Linked DNA regions of Triticum aestivum: region 1 is linked to region 2. The links are chromatin contacts, called in public HiCAR-type maps. All regions are on one chromosome and are shown on one strand. The core of a region is the stretch at or near the end of the contact, and the rest is flanking DNA. Distances in the headings are between cores, read along the strand shown. Region 1 holds the start of LOC123088275 (cyclin-dependent kinase F-4). Region 2 holds the start of LOC123088274.

Region 1 (7,674 bases), core at 1,321-3,820, 310 kb after region 2:
AAAGTACAAGCTGTCGAACCCGAAGTCCCTGCTATGTGCGACACAAACTCTGCACTTTTCTTTATTATATTATAAAAAGATAGAGGATCTTTGTACAACGCTTTTAATATTATATTGTTTCTCATGTAACAGCGTGGAGGATTTCGAGGAGCTTGTTGATGTCGTAATATCTGGCGATGTGAGCCATTGCATTAGTGAAGTGAGGGTTTTTTGTCTCCCATTGTAACACACGGGCATTTGTGCAATAAAACTATTAAAAAATTATTACCTATGTAGTACTACTTTAATTAGGCCCTCCAAGGAATGGATTGCGGCGGTGCTTAGGCCCTGTTTGGTTCATAAGTCCTAGGACTTTTTTAAGTCCCTAAATCAATAAGTCCCCGGAAACGAACACCCTCTTATTTCATAAGTCTCAAATGCCCACTTTAAATCCCTATAAGTCCCTCCCTGTTTGGTTTAGATGGGACAAACAACGTGCCCCACCTCGTGTTAACTGCCATAGTAAAGTACAGTACTTAGTATAATAACAATGGAAATCATTTGCAGATACGAGAAGCTATAAACAAGAGGAAACGCGCGGCAGTGACGCGGCCCTGACTGTAAAGCGTGATCCGAACTAATCATGCGGGCCAACCCCAACCAACACAGGCCATTCAAACCGGCAGGCAGAACACTCGTTGCCGCGGTGGCGTGCAGCCAGACCAGCAACCTCATGGCCTTACCAAAACATACCAAACAATACCAAACCAACTATGCATCCATGCACTGCCACTAATAATACCTTCGCAACCTAATTAAACCGGCCAGGATAACACTAATTTCCCCCGCCTCCATCTACAAACAATCGCGGCACGACGGCACCATCTAAATATTTTATCAGGAAATCGAACAAATTTGATTATTCGTCAAATCGTTCACACTTTTTAACAATAATTGATCCACATTGTCAAGGCACGAGCCGATCGACGACAGATGGGCGCACGCAAGCATGAACGAATGAACGAATGGTGCAAGTTTTTCTTGGCACAAAAATATCCTCTGCGCAAGTGGGCGCATGCATATATGCGTGTTGTTGTCCTGGAATTAAGATCGGATCAAAGCTGTAATCTCATTCCTAATCTCGCGGTCAAACGGCTTAAACAAGGCAAGGTGGGCATGGACCATTCGCCATTATTGAATCTCTCCAACGGTGTTGTGCGTGGTGGGATAATGACATGTTTTCTTCTTCTTCTTCTTTTTGGCGAATGGACAATGACATGTTTTCTTCTATATACTGTAGTGCTATATTATTTTGCGTGCATCTTTCTTCTCCTTTTCTCATTTGGACACAGAGATATTTATGGAGAGAGAGAGAGAGAGAGAGAGAGAGAGAGGAAAAACTGGGTGCGTGGAGATGGAAAATCCACTAGTCTCAGCAGCTCTTGTAGAGTTTTGATTTTGGTTAATTGTTTTTCTACTCTTGCATGGTTCGAAAGAAAAAAGTGTGAGGTTTCTTTATGCATTTCTTTACTCAGTTATGGTTAAATTTGTACGGAAAATAATAATTCATTTATACACAACATAAACTCAAAATTTCCATCCACTCAAATTCATTGGACGTGCAAACACGATCCAAAAAACAGTGAAGTGGGAATCCAACTGCAGGTTTGAGGGAGGCTACGCATCCTCCTGTGTTTTCTCACCCAGAGGTTATACTACACTCTGCTCTTAAGTGAGAGGCGTCATTCTAATTAATAAAAGGGTTGATAACGGGACAAATAATTATACGACCTTTCTTCATATTCAAACCATGGAGTATCTTTTTGAAAATTTTCATCGTAAAAAGAATTCTTAGAAAATCGGAGGGCGGAAATCCTACTTCATAGATGAGGTTTGTTTGATTTGTAGGTTTAATACAATAATAAAGTCACGGTGATTCTCCACGACAACTACTCCATTTCCACTATATAAAAACTCACAGTTTTCATCCACTCGAATTCCTTGGACGGTGCAAACACAATCCTAAAGACCATAATTTTTTTGCAAATCTGGCTTCTTTTCCCCCCTTTATATCTTGTTCGTTTTTGGAATCATACTCCCTCCGTCCAGAAATACTTGTCAACAAAATGAATAGAAGGAGACGTATGTAGATGTATTTTAGTTCTAGATACATCCCTTTTTGTCCATTTTGATGACAAGTATTTTCGGACGAAGGGAGTACGAATGAAGTAGGCCCTTGCCGTTTCTCAAAGGCAAGGATATGCAGGATCTAGGTAAATCTAAACCTGCCTTATTTAGTTAACCTAACTAGAAAGTTACTGTCATGGTAGTCGGCGGGCGTTCGTCGCCACTTGACAATAAACAAACAACGGAGCTTTCCTTCCTGGAAACCCCAGAGCAGAAAAATATCGCTGGCGGGCACGTGGAAGGGGAGACCATCCGTTCATCCACCTCACGCGTAGGCGTCGCCGAGGCGGACCCGTCCTCCTCGTCGTGGGCCGAAAGGAACCGCGGGGAGCCCCGTTCTGCGAAACCCATGTTCCTCAGGGGTCAATATACAAAAGGGCGGCCGCCACGTCGGACCCACCGACGGACGGGATAAATAACGAGAGGAAGAGGGACACGCCGAGACGGAAGCAGACAGAGAGAGAGAGAGGCAGAGGCAGAGGCAGAGGAGAAAAATCAATCCACCACCGAGCAGAGAAGACCTCCGCCGGCGCTGCCGCGGTGTTGACCCCTCCCCCCACGCTGGATCCCCCCACGGCGGCGGGCGCGTCCTTCGGCGGCGGCGGCGCGTTGTTATGCCGAGAGGCGCCCAGGTACTTGCCGTCCCGCCACGCCACGCGGTTCTCTCCGCTCCGCTCTGCTACGTCATGTTCCCGTCCCCGCGCGATCCCGGAATCCGATTCCGGCGCGGCGGCTCGGTAGGATCGGCGCGGGAGGGGTTTGGGCGACTGTTTGAGTGTATAATTCGGGTTTGGCCGGTGGGATTCGCGCGGCTGCGGCTCGGTCGCGGCGGCGCGGGGGTCTGAGATCCGGGGGGGAGGGTTTGGTCCGATCGGCGCGCGATTCGCCGGGCTGGGTCGCCGCCGTTGTTGGTAAAACCGGGGAGGGCTTGGCGGGTGGAATCGGTGCGTGCCTGGCCGGTGAATTATGCGCTCGGCGGTGCTGGTGTTCACCACTAGTTTCCTAGATTTAGGCGAATTCGGCTACGTGTTCTGGTCTGGGCGCTATATATTTGATCCATATATATGATTCTATTATACTGTAGCAGTGGGTGGTGGCACGGGCATAGTTTCGTCCGGCTCATCTGCTTTGATGAATCCTGCAGCGATTCAGCTGTGCATCGTGCTGTTTTCCTTGCGCGGATTTGTAGGTACTGATGGATGATGCAAGCACGGGTCGATGTTGGTGGGGTTCGCACGGCTGTGGCTCTGTCGGCGCTAGCGCGGTCTAGGATATGGGTAGGGGGTTTGGTCAGATCGACGCGAGATTCGCTGGTTTTGGCTGCTGGTGTTGCTGGTAGAATCCGGGGGAGTTTGGCAGGGGGGATCACAGCCTGTGTCTGGTCAGTGAATTGTGCGGGGAATTCGTTCGGTGGTGTTAAGTTGCCATCACAGTTGGCATTACTTGCGTGAATTTGAAGGTAGGAAGAAGGAATGGATGACGGGAACACATGGTTGTTGTGCTGGTTACGTGTTTTGGTTACTTTGTTATATCCTGACTCGTCGCATGATGTTCTGATCATGCTTATGCTGTTAGTATAATGAGTCACCATAATTAGCGGAAGGTTTGATTAGACCAAACTGTGAGTTTTCTTTTGGAGAAACACTATTATTATGGGGCTGTTGCTTTGAAGAAACGGGGTTTACCATGGCAGCATTCCATTGTCGTCTGCTAAGTTTGGCTCTGATGTATTGGGCTACCACCTCGTGTCACACGCTTTCAGCTATAGGTCTGTTGCTTACGAACAACTTTTGTATTTGCAGGTTTCAACACCATTCGCCTCTGGGTTTCTAGCATTCTCAGAAAGGATATGGAGCGCACCCTCTATGCAAGTTCCCCTGTATCCCACGTCTCGCTGCTTGAGCAAGTTCTTGGCTGGAGATTTTGTCTTTACGGAGACTTCCTTGTCATCTCCTTCGTCAATTGCACCTGAAGAACACACCTGGCTTAGCGACTACCGTGCCTGGTCCCATGCTACTGGACATTAGGGCCGACTAGTGATTGCGGTGCACATCTATTCGAGCATGGTGCGTCTCTTCTCTGGCAACATTTTCGTAATTTTTGCCGTGGCACTGGTCAGCCAGCAAAAGTTACCATCAGAACTTCTTTGGACACTTGGGATCTAACCCGTAGATCCTCCTTGTCGGTTACAAGCTCTAGGTATGCTCTTATCCGAGAAGCCAGTAGCACAATAATTTTCATGGCACTTTTCTGTTTTTATTGTCACTGTCTCATGTATCTCTCGCTCTCAGCAGGTTCTGGTTTTCTTTGCTTCTGTCAGCTCTCTTCTCCTCTATCACTGCGAGTTTTCAGTTTGTACGGCTTGATCTTTGGTGTGTATAGTGTGCACTGTTCTTCATCAGGCTTCACTTCTGATGGCGTAACGTGAGGGTATGCTTGAAAGTTTTGAATTTAAGCAGGACAATGCATGACTCAGCCATGAAGCATAATTAGGAATGTGAACATTAGCATTTCTTCCAACGATCTAATCCACCCTGTTTAATTTCAGGGCAAAGGTGTTCCAAGTTTATTTGTCACAAAGTATGGGTATTGCTTACAGACGTTTGAAAAAAGCCTGCAGTGACTTTGGTGATCTACTCTCCAAAGACATTCCGGCAATACGCGTATGAGTCTTGTTTGTGTTTATAGGACTGTTCAAAAATAAGGACAGCTTTGCATTCTAGCTAATAAAATGGAGAGGTGAGTTGACTCTTTCCCTCTTTTGCCAGATGACAATGAGCTTCCAACACTGTACATACTTGCTAACTTTTTTTCTTATATTTGCGATACAGGTATAACATTATTACGGAAGTGGGTGATGGTACGTTTGGTAGTGTTTGGCGTGCAATCAATAAAGAAAGTGGGGAAGTGGTATGTCACTACTTGCCCAATATTTGCATGTTATGCATTACTTTTTGCATTGTTGTGCTGGAGGTTAGCAAGCCTGGGGCTGTTTATTATATTTCTACTAAATAATGTGAAACACTTCCTTTTCAGTTTGCATTGTTACACTCTGATATATCTTCACGACTAGCAGATATTCTTATGTTGCCACTGCAATACCTGGATTTTCTTTCACCTTGTTGACATATATGCATATGCCTGTTCTTCACAGGTCGCAATCAAGAAAATGAAGAAAAAATATTTTTCTTGGGAGGAGTGCATCAATCTCCGTGAAGTGAAGGTATGTGATGTTACATAACATGTAGCCATATTGCATCATGGCTTCCTTCACTTCATTTGATTAAATGTATATGTTTCAACTTCAACAGTCCCTCCGAAGGATGAACCATCCAAACATTGTGAAGCTCAAGGAGGTCATAAGAGAGAATGACATGTTGTTCTTTGTTTTTGAATACATGGTACAGACTATTGATATTTTGTTTTGAGGTTTTTGTTTTGTTTTTATAATCAGTATAAGTTGACTAATGTTTTATGTGCTCTACGTGGGGTTGTTAGGAATGCAATCTCTATCAGCTGATGAAGAGCAAGGGCAAGCCTTTTTCGGAGACTGAGATCCGGAACTGGTGCTTTCAAGTATTTCAAGCTCTTAGTCACATGCATCAACGTGGATACTTTCATCGTGACCTTAAGCCTGGTATGGCATACTCCCTGGACTCTGGAGTTGTTAATAATGTTTATTGTAATTGTGGGTCTATGTTTATTTATGTGGTCTAGTGTTAGAGCCTAGACCGATACTTGAAGAAGTGTATAAAAGAGCGTTACCAGTATCCATCCCTCGTGTTGTGTGTGGTTAAAAAAGAACAGTTTGAGAACATCTTTTGTTTTTCATCTTTCCACCTATGCTCCTTGTCAGAAGCTGTGGTTTCATGCAATTTTTAGTTTGAACAACTCAAGAAATCAAGTCTAGTAGCTGTGGATGGTAACCATCCAGTCGGCCATTGACCGACAAGGCTAACACTGCTAAAAAACATTTTGAGCGGTTTTATTGATCCTTTTTTTTAATTGATTATGCGTTCCCTTGCTCTTGACAGAAAGTGTGCACCATGTGGGATATATATGTAAAGGTAGCAGTAATGACAGATAAAATTAGGCATAATAGGGACACTTGAAAGACTAGTTGTATATGACTAACATGTGTCGGTAAAAAGGGAGTCAACAATCCTTGTTATCCTTAAATGCTACTGTGTTCCATTTGGAGAGTTCAGATTGACCTTATTTATTGGCATTAGTAAACAAGAACCATCATCTTTTGCTCTTTTGACCTTTTGTTATTTCAGAAAATCTGCTAGTTACAAAGGAGCTCATCAAGGTAGCTGATTTTGGGCTTGCTCGTGAGATTATTTCTGAACCACCATACACAGAATATGTGTCAACTCGCTGGTAGGCTACTTCAGTCTTAAACAGCTTAAATCATAGTACATACACGGCACTAAAGCAAGGATACTAATGTTTACTGCCAAATTAGGTATCGTGCCCCAGAGGTTCTACTTCAAGCTTCTGTTTACAGCTCAGCAGTTGGTGAGTGGAGAATATTATTTCCTTTACAAGAAAGCAAATTGCTACAATTTGCAATGTGCTGATTCCCTGTTGCTTTTCTAGACATGTGGGCTATGGGTGCCATTATTGCAGAGCTTTTTTCGCACCGACCTCTTTTCCCAGGCTCAAGGTACACATGATCCTTTTTCTGCTGAGCCTCATTTGGTTCCCCTATTCTCTTGGTTGTTGTGCCCAATTTAATTGAAGATTTTTAAGTTGGTCCTAATAGTTTGCTGGGAGCTAAATATTAGGCAAAGATGCTGTTGATTATATATGAAATAACCATCATCGGCCACTTTAATAAGTGAACCCATTTTTTGTATAGTCTAGAAAGCACCCCATAATGTGAAAAAATTGATGTGGTGATTCTTTTGTGGTATGTTCTTCCAAGTAGTTGCTCAAGTGAGGCCATTTTTGTAACTTTATTCTTTGTCCCTCAGTGAAGCGGATGAGATATACAAAATCTGTAGCATTCTTGGCACACCAAATCAGCATACTTGGGCTGGAGGACTGCAGCTGGCAGCATCTATCCATTTTCAGTTTCCTCAGGTAGAATCTTTTGATACCCCTCCTCGCTCTCCAGTCCTGAGATTATTACGAGCTATTGATGACTAAATGCTGTTCCATATTCTCAACAGTCTGGAAGCATAAATCTTTCAGAAGTGGTTCCCACAGCAAGTGAAGACGCGCTGAACCTTATTTCGGTAAGTATCATATCACCAGTTTCTGTCTGTCCTTGAAGTAGTGGCGAAGCGATCATGTTCAGATTAATGATTGGCTTCAACTTTTGCATTTGCCACAGTGGCTTTGCTCATGGGACCCACGTAAAAGGCCAACCGCAGTGGAGGTTTTGCAGCATCCCTTCTTTCAGGTCATAATATTTCCATCGTCTTTCCATACCACACTAGATGATGCATTGATTCGGTTCGTGGACCTGACAAAAATTGTTTATGTCAGCCATGCTTCTAT
Region 2 (6,925 bases), core at 3,127-5,626:
CTCTGCTGTTGCGACGGCGTTTGCTCCAGCGCCAGCGTGGAGCTTGGGAGGTAGTCCAGGAGCGGATGCAGATTGTAGTATGCATCGACGGCATCTGGAAGATGGTGGATCTGGGTTCGTGGTTCGTGGCAGGTAGGTATGGTTTTTTCCTCCAACATCTTAGTTGGGCGGGGGTGCCAGATCTGGAGTTCGATGGCGTGTCTGGGGTGTTGCCCCAGTCCGATTCGTTCAACGGCAATGGCTTCGCCTTTATTGGCGAGCCACCTTAGAGGTCCGCAAAGCTGCATATCAGCGCTGGAGCCGCGTCGAGCTCGGGTGTGGAGGTGATCCGTCATGTTCTCCTTTGGTGGCTGCTATGGTGGTATCACCGGCAGGTGACAGGCATTGGTGTCAAGCACAGAGGAAGTCTTGTTTGTAATTTTACTTCCTGGCTGGTGTTCCTGTGTGCAAAGGCTAGCGTTTTGCTGTCTTTTCAGTTTTGTCAGGTTGGTATGTACGTGGCTTGTACTATGATTCTTATGATATAAATGAGACATGTATTACCATGCAAAAAAAATATAGGGCGTGATGTAAAAAAAGGCCATCAAAATGCTGTCAAGCAAATTTTATATCAACAGAGGCCATACGGCTGGAGCAAAAATTACATCATCAAATGCTATTTTTACATCACCAAGTGCTCCAAGAGATGATGTAAAATATGGCACCCACAAGACAACCGTGATGTATTTTGCAACACTTATTTTACATCACCTGTTGAAGCTGGAGGTTTTTGATGATGTAAAAGACCAATTTTGGTGATGTAAATTTTACTCAAAGCACCACAAATTGATGATGTATTTTACATTATCCATTGGAGATGCTCCAATAGATCAGTACTATGATATGCTAATGGACTGTCGATATCCAATCTCTGACCAAAAATGTACACACTGCCTGTACAGAACTTATATAAAAGGCATTGTGCCCGAAATTACTTTCTTGTGATAGTGAATTACTTTCTCACGATTGTGCCTTTGTAACCATTAGCAAGAAAAAAAATGCCGTATAGGTCTACAGTCAAGGCATGAATTTGCACTGTTAAAATACATCTCGTATATATATAGGGGGGAAGCTTTATTCTGCAACAACCAAAGTTTCAGACACGGCATAACAAATTGCTTCAAGGACAACCACAATATAATTGTTTTGTTTCTGGGTAGATATATATCAGCATCAGATGACAGATGCATGGACTGACGTTACACCATGACAGGTTCACAACAGGACATGGTACTATATCACCTTATTCCACTTGCCTCATCCTCAGAAAACATCGCAACAGCTCTGCTTTCTAGGAACAGGCAAGGCAATTACATACACGATAAATAGAAATCGGTACCTGGCCGCTAATTCCGCGGTTAGAAGCACATGCTAGGGGTTGGTGCAGGAGCGCCGGCGTTAGCAGAGCCAGGCATCTTCAGCGCAAGAGGATCCCACACCTTGCCCTCGGCATCGCTGCAGCTGCCGCTCTTGTCTGGATACATGATAGTGACTGTGGTGGCGGGGCTGGTGGTGCCCTTTGCAGCCAGAGTCTTCAGGCGGATGCGCTCAGCCCTCGACCCGATGGTCTGCCCGAGGATGGAGGCTGCTATGGTGAACACCATCGCGGTCCTGGGCATGTTGACGGACTTCCTCAGCATCGCAATGAACGGAACGGCGGCATGGACTGCTGCAAACCACTGGGGGGAGAATTTCTTGGTGTGCTCGCGCCACACCCCTAGAGGGACGTTTGCTGCCATCCCGAGCATTGCGATGGCTACCATCTTTGCAGGCAGGGGCTGGGGACGGAGAGACTTCACGAGGGTTGTGCGTGCAAGGGCTGCTCGTGCAGCAACAATTGCAGGCGGACACTTCAGCTTCATACCAGCTGGTGGCTGTAGTGCCTTGGCGACAAGGGGCAGAACACCACTCATTGCCCGGTAAGACCGAGCGAGTGGGCACTGTCCATTTTCTAGCCATTCATCACTCATTGCCTCGTGGGACGGTGGGTTGCCTCCTTTTTGCTGAAAAGAATACAGAGGGGAACATGAGCAAACTATTGAATATATGAAAATCTTGGTTACACAGCAGTGCATTTCTAATCAACACAAGCACTTAACTATTGAAAGAAGCTAAACATGGAAAAGAAATCAAAGACTAATAGCTTCAAAGAAAAGAAAATTGACACAGTCGTTAGAAAAAAATAATCATGAACTTGGAACTTGGCAGACAATAATGCATAGTAAGTCGCAGTTCGCACGGAATCACAGTTTAGATGGAAGTGGAAGTAAGGGAGCACAAAGGATAACATATGCAGAGCCTAACAAACATTACATATCGAGTCTTGCGTTATGGAGAATACCAAATGAGAGGTATTTTTTCCTTTGCTTATACAATATTAATACTCTCAGAATGTTGCTAATGTAGTGAAAACTTAACCAATCAGAACTTGGTTTTTATGCTGTACTAAAAGCTCCTTGCTATTTCTAAATCAACTAATAACTTTTACATTTCTCTTACAGTTACAGTAAAGCTGTGTGTCATGTGGCTCATGGTTCCTTATTTGCAGGGCAGTTAGACAGGAAGAAATCACTCAGATTTTGCAAATAAAGAGGGAGAATGAGAAGGGAACTGGGGCATTACTTTCATGGAATTCTGATCTGGCTTGTTAGGCTTCTTCTGTGACTGGTCTAGATTGTTGGGCTTCTTGTTCTGCTTTTTGCCCTTGCCATTAAAGAAGTTAAACCCAAATGGTCCAAATGCTGATAGGCTTATGGTAGCGGCTCTAGCAGCCAATGGATTAAAGGGAAGGGCAGGTTCGGGCTTGACATCAGTGCTCTCACTGTGGTACTCATCAGGCACATATGATCTTCCTGAAAGGGGAACTATCCCATCCTGTCCATGGAAAAGCTTGAATGCCGACTCAAAGCCTGGTCCATCCTCAAAGATGGGGCCCTTGCCTCCTCGAGCCTGCAGAACAACACATGTTGTCAAGGAAAATTGCACAACCTTTGGTCACTGTAATCACAAAACAACAAAAGAGGCAGATCTTACAGCCACAGGCAAAGCAGAAGAAAATGAAAAGGTTGTAGCTCCATTGATGTTCCTCAGGAATGGGCATTTCTCAACACCCGGATGGCCAGAGAAGTTCTCCGATGATGCTGAGTCACAGAACAGGCTGCTGAAGAGCATTTCCATCCTGGGAGAAGCCATATAAAATAAACATTAACCACAGAACAGAAATGTGATCGATCCAGGATGAGGCTCAGGAGACCGAATGGATGCATCATATAATGTACTATTATCAATGACCAAGATGAGGCAGGACGGTCTATTATCAATGGTTCACTCCAGTCTTCCAAGTACCAGAGTATGCGTTAACATACAAGGCTGGTCGCTATCGTTGTTGTGTGCTTTAGGTATGATTCATGCCAGACAGCAATGACCGATTATTATCAGTTTCTCACTATGCACAGAGTTTGCTAGTATTTCAGTGGCTACTCAATCCTGCACGAGAGTTGCATACAAGACCATAAGCCAATACATTTGTCACATTCTTCTCGAAAAACATCTACAGCACGAAATATATCAGAATGTCCATTGCTCCCCGTTTCACTGCCAGCACGGATATCTGCGCTGAGCATGAGCTGGGAGTCCCAGACCAGGCATGAAAACATCGTGCAGCAATCATGCAGCACCCCGAGATCCCAGATCGAATGTGACAAAACACTCAGCAACCACGACCGGCCGTCGGGAGATCTGCGCAACCACCGGAACAACCACATGCCTTCCTTGATACCCACCCCACCCCGCCCCTGCCAGCAACTGGTCGGGGGGAAGCGGATTCTTCCTGAATCCGCCTGGACCGCGGGCGCCTAATCGAATTGGATCCGAGGGCACGGGAGCCCAGATCCGCGCCTGCCCCAGGCATGCGGAACTGAGCGCCCTGCGCCCGCGATCCCCGTCCGCCGCGCCGACGGGCGGATCGCCGCCAGATCCCGCCCAAATCCTAACGCGTCGAGCGACGGGGCTACGCCGGCGTACGGCACCGGGAGCTACTCGAGGAGAGGGCTGCCGGAAGGGAGGCGGCGGCGGTGGGTGGGCTTACCTCGCCGAGTCGCCGGAGAGCTGCTCGCCTGCGTGCTTGTCTCCGTCCGTGCGGTGGGGGAGAGAGAGGGAGAGGAGTCGTGTGGTGGGCACAGCGCGGTGATGGGGAGAGGAGGGGAAGCGCGGCCGGCACGCGACAAGGCGACGCGGACTTCCGGGAGGAACTCCTGGGTGGACCGGGCCTGGGTCGGGCTGGGCCTCCGCCTCTCCTGGGGAAGAACTGGGCCGGGCCTGGGCTGCCGGAGAGGCTACGGTTCTTCTTCCCCAGAGGGGCCTATTTGCGAAGACCCGGCTGTCTCGTGGGTCAAACGGCACATCTTTGTTTTTCCTTTGTCTCAAATACAAACACCTTTTTTTTTCTTTGCTAATGCTCTCTCCGTTCCTAAATATAACTCTTTTTAGCTATTCCTTGTACTCCCTCCATCCGGGAAACACTTGTCCAATGAATGGATATATCTAGATGTATTTTAGTTCTAAATACATTCATTTGTATCCATTTTTACTACAAGTATTTCCGGATGGAAGGAGTATTAATGAACAGAGGGAGGGAGTAATAAATAAAGTAGACTCATGTGCTAGCTAATTAGGATTACTGTGAGAAGACTTCGCTTGTGTGGACGGATGAGCCTCCAAGCCATCATCTTGGTCGATAAGCTCGTGGACAATGCAATGTTGTTTCTAAGTTAATATAATAAAGTTAAATTCAAAAAAAAACTAGGCATGATGGCCTTTGCAAAAAAAGGAAATGATAAAGTATATGCCACTTGTCTCTTGTGTTGCCCACGATGATGATGGCTGGTACGAGTATGGGTCTCACCGCTCTCGAAGGTTTGCTTGCTCGGTGGCCACACCATGTCCCCGTAACCATCCCTATCGGCCCTCTATGTCCTGTCGTTCATCATCGGGCCAATTCGAGTCAATGTCGGTTTTTCACTCTCCCACATTGCCATGACGTCCGCTTATAGTGCCAACTCCAACGCTAGACCCGAAACGGACATCCCTTTTTGTCCGTTTGAAATGTGATTGTGGCAACGTCCGGGGGGCTGACAGATGCTGGAGCATCTGCGCCCAACGCGCAGAGGTGAAAGGACCCCAAACGGACGCGCCACGCCCCGTCCCAAGCTCCTCCAGTTCGTTGTTGTCCCGCCTCGGCTCGCTATTTTCTTCCTCGCGTTCGCCGGAACCGTCTCTGCACCGCGCTATGCCCGCACAGCAACAGCTTGCCGCCGTCCCGCCCCAGCATGGCTCGGCTCGCTGCTCTCCTCCTCACGTTCGACGGCGTCGTCTCCGCGCCGCGCTGTGCACCCGCGCAGCAGCAGCTCAGTGCCGCCCCGCCCCGCCATGGCTCGGCTCGCCCTCTCCTCCTCGCGTTCACCGATGTCGTCTCCACAACCGCGTTGTGCCCGCGCGCTTGCTTAGCAGTAGCTCACCGCCCCGCCATGGCTCGGCTCGCTGCTCTCCTCCTCGCGTTTGTCGGCGCTGTCTCCGCCACCGCATGTGCATGGGCGCGGCTAGCTAGCACGCATGTGCACGCAAGGATGCGGCTAGCAGCTAGCTAGCTGTCTAGCACGCGGTTGCGGCTACGCGCGGCACACGGCGGCCAGCTGAACCAACATCCGACGCAGTCCCGCCCAGCTCCGGACAACATCCGATGCGGTCCCAACTAGTACCCGACCTGAATCTGATGGGGCGACGGAGCCGCGCGCCGCTGGAGTAGCAGCCGTTGGAGCAGCAGCTGGAGCGCTCATGTCTTGCCGTGCGTCGCCGTTGGAGCAGCAGCCGGAACGCCCCTTCTCGCCGCGCGCCGTCGTTAGAGCACCGACCGGAGCGCCCCTGTCTCACAGTGTGCCGCACGCCGCCGTTGGAGCCGTCGTTGAAGCACCAGTACCCGGCTGCGGGGCGTGTTGCTGCGGCGGCAGCGAGCAGCGGGGTGATACGTCTCCAACGTATCTATACTTTTTTATTATTCTAAGTTATTATATTATCTGTTTTGTATGTTTTATATGCATCAATATACAATTTTAAATTATTTTTGGGACAAAGCTATTAACCTAGAGCCCAATGCCAGCTTCTGTTTTTTCCTTGTTTTGAGTTCTACAAAAAAAAATATCAAACGAAGTCCAACCGGAATAAAACTTTCGCGATGATACTTCTTGGACCAGAAGACACCCGTAGGACTTAGAGATGAAGTGAGAGGAGTCCCGAGGCGGCCACAAGCCTCAGGGGCGCGCCCTATGGGGGGGCGCCCAGAGGGCTTGTGGGCCCCTCGGAGCTCCTCCAACCCTAATTCTTGGCCTCTAAATTCATAAATATTCCCAAATGACCAGAAGCGTCCATCAAAATACTTTTATGCCGCCGTAACCTGATGTACCCATGAGATCCCATCTAGGGGCCTTTTTCGGCATCCCGCTGGAGGGGGATTCGATCGTGGATGACTTCTACATCAACTCTATTGCCCTTCCGATGAAGCGTGAGTAGTTTACCTCAAACCTACGGGTCCATAGCTAGTAGCTAGATGGCTTCTCTCTCTTTGAGCTTCAATACAATGTTCTCCTTGATGTTCTTGGAGATCTATCCGATGTATATTCTTTTGCGGTGTGTTTGTCAAGATCCCATGAATTGTAATTTGTGATCAGATTATCTATGAATATTGTTTGAATCTTCTCTGAATTCTTATATGCATAATTTGATGTCTTTGTATTTCTCTTCGTATTATCGGGTTGGTTTGACCAACTAGATTGGTTCTTCTTGCAATGGGAGAGGTGCTTAGTTTTGGGTTCAATCTTGCGGTGTCCTCACC

What was found. HiCAR-type assays count read pairs that join an accessible place to other places.
Region 1: a contact with region 2 is called in a HiCAR-type map of leaf, with 4 times the contacts expected there. The contact joins the promoter of LOC123088275 here to the promoter of LOC123088274 in region 2. A contact is called at or near these places in 1 of 5 Hi-C or Micro-C datasets (leaf) and 1 of 1 datasets of contacts at active chromatin or transcription factors (leaf).

Annotation. Positions count from the first base shown.
Region 1 is chr4A:710,082,415-710,090,088 of IWGSC CS RefSeq v2.1, forward strand. It overlaps LOC123088275 (cyclin-dependent kinase F-4), which reads left to right and starts at 2,571. Exons shown (of 17, transcript XM_044510472.1): 1 at 2,571-2,798; 2 at 3,969-4,365; 3 at 4,458-4,596; 4 at 4,715-4,905; 5 at 4,998-5,076; 6 at 5,321-5,389; 7 at 5,478-5,567; 8 at 5,665-5,803; 9 at 6,447-6,549; 10 at 6,635-6,687; 11 at 6,769-6,835; 12 at 7,146-7,254; 13 at 7,344-7,409; 14 at 7,508-7,576; 1 more. The coding sequence starts at 4,898.
Region 2 is chr4A:709,768,996-709,775,920 of IWGSC CS RefSeq v2.1, forward strand. LOC123088274 reads right to left here and starts at 4,377. Exons shown (of 4, transcript XM_044510470.1): 1 at 4,127-4,377; 2 at 3,073-3,217; 3 at 2,662-2,988; 4 at 1,069-2,042. The coding sequence starts at 3,216. The coding sequence ends at 1,398.